Regions from separate parts of the Gossypium hirsutum genome. Here region 1 is linked to region 2. Evidence: chromatin contacts called from public Hi-C data. All regions are on one chromosome and are shown on one strand. Each heading gives the region's core, a stretch centred on a gene start, on an enhancer-like site or on the middle of the called end of the contact. The rest is flanking DNA. Distances are from core to core; before and after follow the strand shown. Region 1 holds the start of LOC107962904 (bifunctional purple acid phosphatase 26). Region 2 holds the start of LOC107901616 (adenine phosphoribosyltransferase 5).

Region 1 (5,354 bases), core at 220-2,719, 250 kb after region 2:
GGTTTATCAGCAGTAACCCATGATATCATTACAGCTTTTCCATCATAGTCACCTTGAGTAATATGCACCTACACCAATAAATTTAATGAAGTTAAAACAATTTCTTAGCAAAGCTGTAATTCCGAGGATCAATCAATGGCCTGGACTAGATAGCAATGGTAAGAGATCATCTTAAAGAGTAAATTTTTCAATGCACTTGGTAAAATTGTTCTCTTAAAGACTGTCTTTTCCACAGAATTTAAAACAAAGCTATTGTGGTTTTCATATGATAAGACCTCATTAATCATCCATTTAACCCTCATTCATACAACCAATAAATGTGAAAAACCAGTATCTTAATTGGCTAAACATGAATCTGACTTGGATAGAGATTGGCAATGAATGGTTGCATCATCAATTAATACTGATTGGAAAAGAAAATATTTGTAGGAATAATTTGAAATAAATAGCTACAATAATGGGGTTACTGATGTGTATTACTTACTTGTTGCGGAGCATTGTAACCATTAGGAATTGCAAGTACTTTATGGTCAAGAGGGATATCAAAAGATTGCCATTTCGTACGAGTAAAAGTACTTGTAATTCCCGCACTGCCCTTTTTCACAAAGGCTAAGATAAGAAACAACTTGAGTAAAAGCTCAAACAATGTGAACCACAGCCCGAAAGCCATCAGCAACGGTGTTATGAGTTCATGAATCAAGTTCTGAAACAACACCAATTTGGTCAATCTGAAAAGAAAAAGGAATCAATTAAATTCGAAAATTTATATAAACACAAAAACCACATATAAGTTCAAAAAAACATTTTACATTCCAATAACTCGTATTACGTTACTACTAAATGAACCCAAAAAAACCACTCCTATCCAATTTTGCATTCCAATAGTTGTTCCTCGTACCGGACAGATTCACTAGTAACATTTTGTTAATTTATCATATCACTTCTCATCTAAACTACATTTATCAATACAAAAAAATCAGGGAAAAAGTTAAAACTTTCAGAGCAGGTTTCAGATCTAGACACATTTTCAAAGAATCACAGCAATGAAATGGAAGTTTAGGATCAAAGTAAAAACAAAGTCGGTGTGAAACTCAAAAACCAGTGCGCTACCTTTGCTGAACCGTATCTATTAAACATGCCCAGAATTTCAAAGGCATCGAGAAATCGAATTCGAAATGCAAAAAAGAAAAAAAAATAAAACATAGCAACAATATTTATAAAATACATAAATAAATAAAAAAGAGCAAAGCTTACTTCCTTACAGGCCACCAGCACCACGATAGCAGAGAAAAAGAGAGAATAAAGAAAGCTATAACAAGTTGGGATTATTCATTTACATGAAAAAAAGAAAAGAGTGAATGTTATTTGAGTGAGAAAATTACCTGTGAAAATGTTGTGTGTGTATAGAGAAGAGGGGAAGTGGAATTTATCTGGCGGGTAGTTGACGGTTTTCATAGGGCGCTATTTGTTGTCAGATTTCGTTTTTCCTAATTAAATATTTTTAAAATGTTGAAATAAATAGGGATAAATTAACATTTAGTCATTAAATTTGATAGTTTTATCAATTTGGTCCTTAATTTTTTGTCCATTACAATTCTGAAACTTGATAATTTTTTCAATTTGATCCCTAAACTTTGATTATTCACAAAAGCATCTAAAATTTTAAAATATATATTATCCAAAAAATACAAGAAAATATTAAAAAATGTAGATGATGATGTGGCACAATCTCAATGTATCATATTTTTCCTGGGATAATGGAACCTAAATTTAGGGACCAAATTTAAAAAAAAACTTATCAATTTTCAGAACTAATATGGAATAAAGAAAATAGGACCAAAGTGAAAAATGGTCTCAAGTTCAGTGACTAGATATCGCTTTATTCCAAACAAATTTACAAGCGTAAGATAGCAGGTAGTGACGTTGTGTAGCGTAAGTTAGCAGCTAGCTTTGTCGTTGTGCAGTAACGACATTACAACTAAGTAAATCAAACCTTAAAAACTGTTAGTGATAAGTAGGAGTGAGCAATACTCGATTCGAGTCGAAAAAAATTAAAAAAAATTTGAATTTCGAGTTAAACGAATCGAGTTATTTGAGTTAATAGAGTTATTCGAATCAACTCGAATTTTTTTTTCAAATTTCGAGTTCGAATCGAGTTGAGTTTTCGAATTTGAATAACTCGAATAATTCGAATAATTTGAATATCAAACTATAATATTTTACATTTTTACCCCAAACTCCCAAACCTTTTTACTTTTCCCTTAAAACTTTTACTCTTTCTCACTTTCCCCCCAAAACTTTTACTCCCCTCCCACTTTTCCCCTAAAACTTTTATTCCCTTCCCATCCCACCTCTCATCTACCCCAAACCCTCCCCCGATCCAATTTTTTTTAATATTTTCCCTCCAAAATTTTACTCCCCCTATTTACTTTCCCTCAAACTTTTATTTCCCAAAACTTTTTATTTTCCCCCTAAACTTTTACTTCTCACCCTTTACTCTCAAATAAAAAATTAATATTATCCAAAAACAAATATCACTAAACATAAATAGTAATAATTTTATTTATATCTACTATTTATATTATTAAATTAAATTTCACATTTTATATTATTTATATTATTGAATTGTTTAGTCATATTGAATATTTATATTAAAATTGAATTATTAATTATGCCATAAAATATTCGTGTTAAAATTTTATATTGATATCAATTTCACATTTTATTTTTAAAACAACTTTTTATTAAACGAATCATATTTTTACATTTAATATATTTTTTAATTTCAAAATACATAGTGACAAGAATCTGAAGATAATTGAAACAACTAAGTAAGCAAAGAAGCTAACCAGTATATAAAAAATTAATAAATAAATTATGAGGTGATGAAAGTTAATAAAAAATTTGATTAAGGTGGACAAATTTTATTATGATGGGAACAAGGACCCAAAATTATTTTTTAAAATTTAACTTGAACAAATATATTCGATTCGATTCGATTCGATTCGAATTCCATCTCACTCGACTCGATTCGAGAAAACTTCAAATAAAGTTAGGATGATAAAATGAGATTCGAAAACTCGATAACTTGAAAATTTTTTATTCGATTCGATCGAATGCTCACCCCTAGTGATAAGGTTATAGTATATGATTATTTAAATTCTTAATTAATCAACTAAATATTAATTTAGTTAAAAAATTATTAAAATATATATTATTACTTAAATTTTTGACTGAGTTAATGTCACAAGTTAATTTTACACTAATTTATTTAAAAAATAATTAAAAATGTGTCACAAGCAGGAGCATAATTAGGGGGCTGGCAGGGGCTCGACCTCTCTAAAATAGAAAAATTTTCATTTAAACCTTTTAAAATTTTAAAATTTTAAATTAATAAAGATAAAATTACACTTTGGTCCCTTAAAAATAATAGAAATTTGATTTAATCTTTTAAAAATTATAAAGATATAGATTATTAAAATGGTAAAATTATATTTTTGCTATTGTAAAAATTACAATTTAATTTCGACCCTCTTTACCCAATAAAATATGTTGAGAGTCAATCAAGCAAAATAAAATTATATTATTACGAGATGTTTGACTTTTTTAGATATTTTAATATAAAATCAATAAAATTTAAACCTAATATATAATAATTTTAGGCATTCAATTTTATAAATTTAACCAAAATTTTATCTAATTCTTTGATAAATTTTTAAAAATATAATTTTAAATAATTTTTGTTCACTTGAACCGTAAATTTGTCATAATGTAGTAGTAAAAATTCTTAATTTCATAATTTGTATTAAACATGGTCGTATTATCTTTTTAAATAATATTTTATTCTTTTATTAACTTGTAAAAATGAAATTTTCAGTAATAATATATCAAATAACTTTTCCTAATTTAATTGCCCTACATTATATTTTAAAATAATTTCCCTACAATTTGATAATTGTTAGCTAACGAAAGAAAACTGCAAAAAGTTATTTATTATAGGTATTATCATATTAGGCGTGCATCAACACATTTCTTTTGATGACTAAAACAAATATTTGCATTGAATCACAGCATTCTTACAAATAATTAGGGTAAATTTTCAAATTAGTTTTTAACGTTTTAGATCACTTTAATTTTGATCACTCACGTTTTAAATCGTTTCTATTTTGGTCACTTTCCGTTAAATATTTAACGTATGACATTTTTCTAACTAATATAATAGTACATTTAGTCTTTAATACTTACACATTCTAATAATTTGATTCCAATTCTAAATAATTCAATAAATTTAGCTCTCCACATTTATAAATTCATTCAATTCAATCCCCAAACACATATTAAATCTTGATAAACTTATATGTAAATTTATGATTTTGACAAACTCAAAACCCCACCCCAAAACTCACCAAGTTTATATTTTTTATAAACTTTATTTATGATCGTGCTAAAAACATTCTCAACAAAGGAATCTAATTTTTCCTATGAAACCTAACAAATGATTAACAAATAGAAAAATGATATGCACCCATATTTAAACATAAAATTTATTGTAAAATTTATCTTCATCTATTTTGTTTGCAATTTATTTAAAAAAATATGTAACTCTTTTGGGTTTTCGATTATTCTAACTTGAATTTTAGATTTTTTATTTTTGTAATAATTTTTAAAAAAATACATATACTTTTATAATTTATAATTTTTTATATTTTAAAATTATATATATTTTCTTTTAATTTTTTAAATATTTTTATAAAAAATAGATTATAGCATCATCAGTGTCATGTGTCCTACATTTAGCACCGTTACAAAAAAGTACCAAAACCCTTACCGGAATAAAAATTTAGGTACTAACTTGGGACAAAAAAATCATATGTACTAACTTGGGAGAAGGTACCAAGTTCAAGGGCTAAATGAATACTTGAGCCTTATAATTATAATTAAATATAAGCACATACAATATTATTCATATAAATATATAAATAATATTATATTTTGTATTTTATATAAAATATAATTTATATTTAATTATATGTATTTGAGGATCAAATTGTTAGAATGTGTAAGCATTGAAGACTAAATGTGTTATTATATCAGTTATAAAAAAGGCAAACTCAACACTTACGTTAATAATTTAACAGAGAGTGACTAAAATAGAAATAAAATGATCTAAAATGAGAATAATCAAAATAGAAATGATCTAAAACGTTGACTAAATATTAAATTTTTTTATAATAAGATAACTAAAGCAAAAACACACTTTACCCAAATAGTTAAGATGAATTAATCAATTGACAACGCATTTCTTTTGATAATTAAAACAAATATTTGCATTAAAAAGAAAAAGCCATGCCACC
Region 2 (5,717 bases), core at 957-3,456:
TTTTTAACTTTTAAAAATAGTTTTTTTATAATTATAAAAAATTATTTAAATGTTGATATATCATTCATGTAGCATGTCAATAAAGTTTATTTTCCAAGTAAATTAATTTTTAAGATAAATAATTTTTTGTATCTCCAACAATTTAAATTTAACTACTAAGAAATCTCAATAAATTTCTACCTAAAATTAATTTGAATAAATTTATTTAATGCTTATGGTTTTGTGAATGGAATCATACTTTTTTTTTTACAATCTCATTATAGGTTCTAATCATATCTATTTTTTTTATTACAATGTCTAAAATTACCCATAACCCCTTATCAATCCATAAATAGGAAGATAATGTGTTTTAGCGGACTCGAACCCACATCCTCCTACATTGACAATAATAATGATGCCAATCGAGCTAAGACTCAATCAACCAATGAAATCATAATTAAAAATACACATGCATTCCAAGTATCAGATTTCAAGACTCCTCTTTAAGTATCTAATAAGTACTTTTAATTAAAAGACACTGTTCAAAACCAAAACTAGCGGCTGGAAATATGGTTTTGCAATACCAAACCTTAAAACAATCAAAACGCCATCATATAATATGGATTTTTCATTTCATATATTCACATATTAATAAATTATTGGGTTTTTTTTAGGTTGAAATGACAACCATTTGTTTAAAAGTGTTTTTATTATTTTTAATAAAACTAAATATTTTTAGTGTTATTGTATATAATAACACATTCATTATGATAGTGAATATATTTATTTATTTTATTTAATATAAGGATTGCATAAATCTTTTAATTACACAAAATGTCTCAATCTTTAAAATCTTTTAATTAAATTATCAATATGTTATCATATCAATCATGTCATTCTCTCAATTAGATGGTCAATTCAAGCGTTGAATGCCAATCCAAATATTAAATACATGGATCATATTATAAATATGTTTGTATCTACCGTATTAGCAACTTCATTTGACATGTTAAAAAAGAGACCGTACTAATAAAATTTAGGCTGATTGTTTATTTTTTTTAATTCATGTGTTTTAAGGTCAAATTCTGCTGTTAGCCCCTATACCATGCATATGTTGTGGATTTAGTCTCAATACTCTAATTTGGTTAAATTTTTGTCCATCTACTTTTTGAATTTTGAAATTTAGTCATGACCCAAACGATAGTAATCAAATCGATTAGATAAAGTTCTACTATTGGTCCATAAGTTGTGATTTAACCCCTATTCTCCAATTTGACTATTTTTTGGTCCTTTTACTTTTTGGAATTTTCGATCAATAGTTGTTAAATCTATTAATTAAATTAATTTATTATTATTACATGGAAATAGCAAGTTGTCAATGCATTGCACATGTGATAATATATTTGCTATATATGATTTTGGAAATAGTAAAATATAACTTAACGAATTTAACTGAGGTCTTTTGGTCAAGATTATAGTTGCAAATTTTGAAAAGTACAAGAATTAAAAATGACCAAATTAAAGTATATAAACTAAACCTACAATTTACACATAGTAGAATATATCTTTGTGTTTTAAATATGATCAACGTTAAATTTAAACGGGTTTTTAATGCCCAGCCTAATAGCCAATCTTACGAATGACCTTATAAATACAATATTGACACTTTGATAACTAAATTAGAGTACTTTAAAATTTGATGACCCAATTTAAAATTTAAGTCATAATTGAAGGATGCTTGATGGAATTAACCATTTTTAATAAGGGATAAAGCAACATTTACTCTCCAAACTTGGTAGCTTTTTCCAACTTGGTCCTTTTAACTTTTTTGTCCGCGTTAATCTTAAAAACTTGGCAAGTTTTCTCATTTTGACCCTTGAACTAGGATTCCAATAATGTGAGAGAATGTTTTATTATAAAATTATACCATGTCATTACTTGAAAATTTTTAAAAATTGTATAAAATCCAAAAGATTACAAAAAAAATTAAGAAATTATAATTTTCTTTTAAAATATGTCAAATGATGACGTGACAAGTACAATGCCATTATACCTTAATGGAATTCAAGTTTAGGAAACTAAAAAGGGAAAAGCTACCAAGTGCTAGGACTAATGTGGATTGGGAAAAGAGTTTAAGGACTAAGATAAAAAATTACCAAATTCAGATACTGAAGGGTACTTTATCAGAGGAAGATTTATGTGTAAAGCGTGTTAGAAACGTGCCATTGAGAGAAGGTGATAGGTAAAAACATTAATGCCTTTCGGGGCAATGGTTCTTCTTCGGTCTGCCCAAAACATAAATAGACAACAGATTATAGTATTTAATGCACTTACCATATCCTCTCTATATCTGTGTATATATATCTCAAGGATAAACATTAAACAGTTGCAACTAACAGAAGATTTCATCTTTTTAGTTCAATTTTAAGGAGGGAAAAGAACCCCCCCCTTTTGTTTTCCTCCTATAAATCGAAGGCAGAGCTTTAAAAACAAGAGTGTTGAAAGAAAAAAGTTCAAAAATGGTGGAAATGTTTGCGGCTGAGAATGGACTTAAAGGAGACCCAAGGCTTCAAGCTATATCAAACGCCATAAGGGTTGTTCCTCACTTCCCAAAACAAGGTCTTTTCCCCCTCTTTTTTTTTGTTTTTTTATTTTCATTGAAGAAAGACCGTGTTTTTAAAGAACAGGGTGTTTGTTTCTCGGGGGAAAAAACAGGGATTATGTTCCAAGACATAACAACTTTGTTGTTGGATCACAAGGCGTTTAAAAATACGGTGGACATATTTGTCGATCGATATAAAGACATGAATATCTCTGTCGTTGCTGGTACTCTCTATCTTGTCTCTTCTTCTTCTTCTTCTTCTTCTTCTTCTTCTTCTTCTTCTTCTTAACTACTCTGTTTTTTTTTAATGTATTTTGCTTGGTGTTTTATATAGTCTTTTTAGGGAAAGAAATTAAGCAGGTCTTCTAAGCTGATTTGTGCCGATTTATTTATTTATTTATGTTCCTTAATGTTTAGAAGCATCATTCTTTATAATTACTTATTATTAATATTTATTATTTTTACATGGATAATTTTCTTTTATTATTGGAAATGATGTTTTAAAAAAATTACACATAGGCTTCTTCACTTATAAAGGTTACAATTACAGTTAAACATAAAATAGGTTAAGTTACGTGAATCAAATTTTAAATTTTAACATAATAGAGAGATTAAAATGATAATTTGGGCTTTTGTTTTTTAAAGATAAAAACATGTGTATGTAGGAGTTGAAGCAAGAGGATTCATGTTCGGTCCAACTATTGCCTTAGCCATTGGTGCGAAGTTTGTTCCTCTGCGAAAACCCAAAAAGTTGCCAGGTACTTGTATATATACACATACACATACACATAAATGTATATATAATGTATACAAACAGGGGAGGATTAGGTGGCCTGGCAGGGGTGCGTAACCTCATTTAAACTTTTTTTTTTATAATTTATAAAATTTTAAATTATTAATGATAAAATTGTACTTTAATTTTTTAAAAATGATAAAATTTTAATTTAATCCTCTAAAAGTTATAAAAATTAATATTATTAAAATAATAAAATTATATTTTTATTATTATAAAAATATATCATTTAATTTCGGGTCTCCAAAAAAATTTCTAACTTTACCCCTACCTCCCCTAAACTGTATTTTTGAATCTACCATTGTGTACATATATATATACATACATGTATATGTAAATACCGATATGAATTCAAAATTTTTGATAAAGGAAGATTGATAAAAAATTATAAATTTTTAAAAAATTAAAATATAATTTTATTTATAAATTAATTTAGGATTTATTAATTTTGAAAGAATTCAATAAAAAAATTTATTTTATTTTTAAAGGATTAAAATATAATTTTATTATATGTTAATTTATAATTTCATTGTTTATAGAGAAATTGATTTATTACTTTTTATTTTGGGGCCTAAGGGGTTGCATGCCCCTTGGATTCAAAGGGCTTTCACTTCCCCTCATTTTAAAAATTATTATTATGCTCTTGAAAATTTTAAAATTACTCATTAAAGTTTTATTTTTAAATAATTCAAGTAAATCCTCAAAAAATATTTATTTTTTAAAATTATCATTAAATCCCTTAAACTTTAAAAAAGCTTTAATTAAATCCTTCCAAAATTAAATGGGAAAACCCATCATATAAATTCAAAGCATGCATATAAAAATGGAATGGAGATAGTGGTGGCTGAAATGATTGAAAGGGTTGCTTTAATGGTCAAGGAGGGGTGGGGTGGATTACAGAAAAAAATTGTATTAATTATTTGAAAAAAAACACTGTATTTTTTATGGTGTCAATCATGTAGGCATGACCTCATAAAATCAGCATATTTCAGTAATTTTAAAAGAAAAATCTAGTAATACCATACATATATAAAGATTATGAAAATGTCAGTACCCCAGAAAACAATTTGCAAAATATTAAATTGGTAAAGGAAGTTGTAGAATATCTCCACTTTAATCACCTACCAATAATTGAAATTGGACTCTACCCATTGTTGGAGTTATGTTGGTCGGCTTTTTATGGAAATTTTTAGTGGATCTAATCTTAATCATCTTCTTCCCTTTTCATTCCCTTTTAGTATATCTGAATTAATTTCGAGAAATTTCTTTTCAGATTAAAAAAAATAGAAATACTATTTTTTATCATTTATCATTCAACTCCAAACAAAATATTTCATTTATAGAATTATAAAAAATCTTTCAAAGTATAATTTTGTTAAATAATAAATGGTATTTTTTAATAGTAAATGTTTATCTTGTTGAATTTTAGTCTTATTTGATTCTTTTTAATGGTATAAGGACTAAATTAATTTATTTAATAGTAGAGAGATTAATTTGATCCAGTCCTTATCATATAAGTTTAATTGTTAACATTATTAAATTTTTTTTATTAAATTAAAGTTCATTACAACACTTCCTCTTTTTGATATTAAGGGACTCTCTTTTAATTCAAAACACTGTACTAGTGAAATTAATAAAAGAACTTTAATGATTTTAAATAAATAAATTTGAAATTTAAAAAAAAAAGGAATTACACTTGAAATAAAAATATTACATTTCAAATATAAAAAATACATAAATTTATAATATATTCTAACTTTTTTTTTAATTTCTTGTATGTATGTATGCATGCATGCATGTATAGGTGAAGTGATAGCAGAAGCTTATGAGCTGGAGTATGGAAGTGACTGCTTGGAGATGCATGTTGGTGCTGTTGAGGCAGGGGAACGTGCTATTGTGATTGATGATTTGGTTGCAACTGGTGGAACTCTCTCTGCTGCCATTTCACTCTTAGGTAAAACTTTTAGCTTTTTTTTTGTTGGTGTTTTAGTTAATCATCAAATTATGATTTTGGTCTCTTTAATTTGATCTCTATTTTAATTAGTTAATTATTTCAGTTGAAACGCTGTTGTGATTTTTTCTTTCTTAAAATGAAAACCTATTTTAGCATGATAGGTTAGAAAAAGTGTGCTTTCAAGAAAATATTTTACATCAGTATTTTAACTGAAATTCTTAAGGGTGTTGGTTATCTGGACAAACTAATTACATAAATTATGCAAATTAAATTCTAAATTTGAGGACTGTAAGCATCTGGATTAATTGATAAAATCAGATAACTCTTTATGAAATTCTGTGAAAATAATGAGAATTCTTTTGTTGTTTAATTAGAACGTGTTGGTGCTG

What was found. Hi-C and Micro-C count contacts between places; a contact is called where the count stands out from the background.
Region 1: a contact with region 2 is called in a Hi-C map of leaf, with 2.0 times the contacts expected there. The contact joins the promoter of LOC107962904 here to the promoter of LOC107901616 in region 2. A contact is called at or near these places in 3 of 34 Hi-C or Micro-C datasets (leaf and petal).

The regions. Positions count from the first base shown.
Region 1 is chrD06:23,824,228-23,829,581 of Gossypium_hirsutum_v2.1, forward strand. LOC107962904 (bifunctional purple acid phosphatase 26) reads right to left here and starts at 1,470. Exons shown (of 10, transcript XM_016899456.2): 1 at 1,383-1,470; 2 at 485-728; 3 at 1-68. The coding sequence starts at 670.
Region 2 is chrD06:23,572,417-23,578,133 of Gossypium_hirsutum_v2.1, forward strand. It overlaps LOC107901616 (adenine phosphoribosyltransferase 5), which reads left to right and starts at 2,207. Exons shown (of 6, transcript XM_016827692.2): 1 at 2,207-2,598; 2 at 2,695-2,805; 3 at 3,247-3,339; 4 at 5,179-5,328; 5 at 5,703-5,717. The coding sequence starts at 2,499.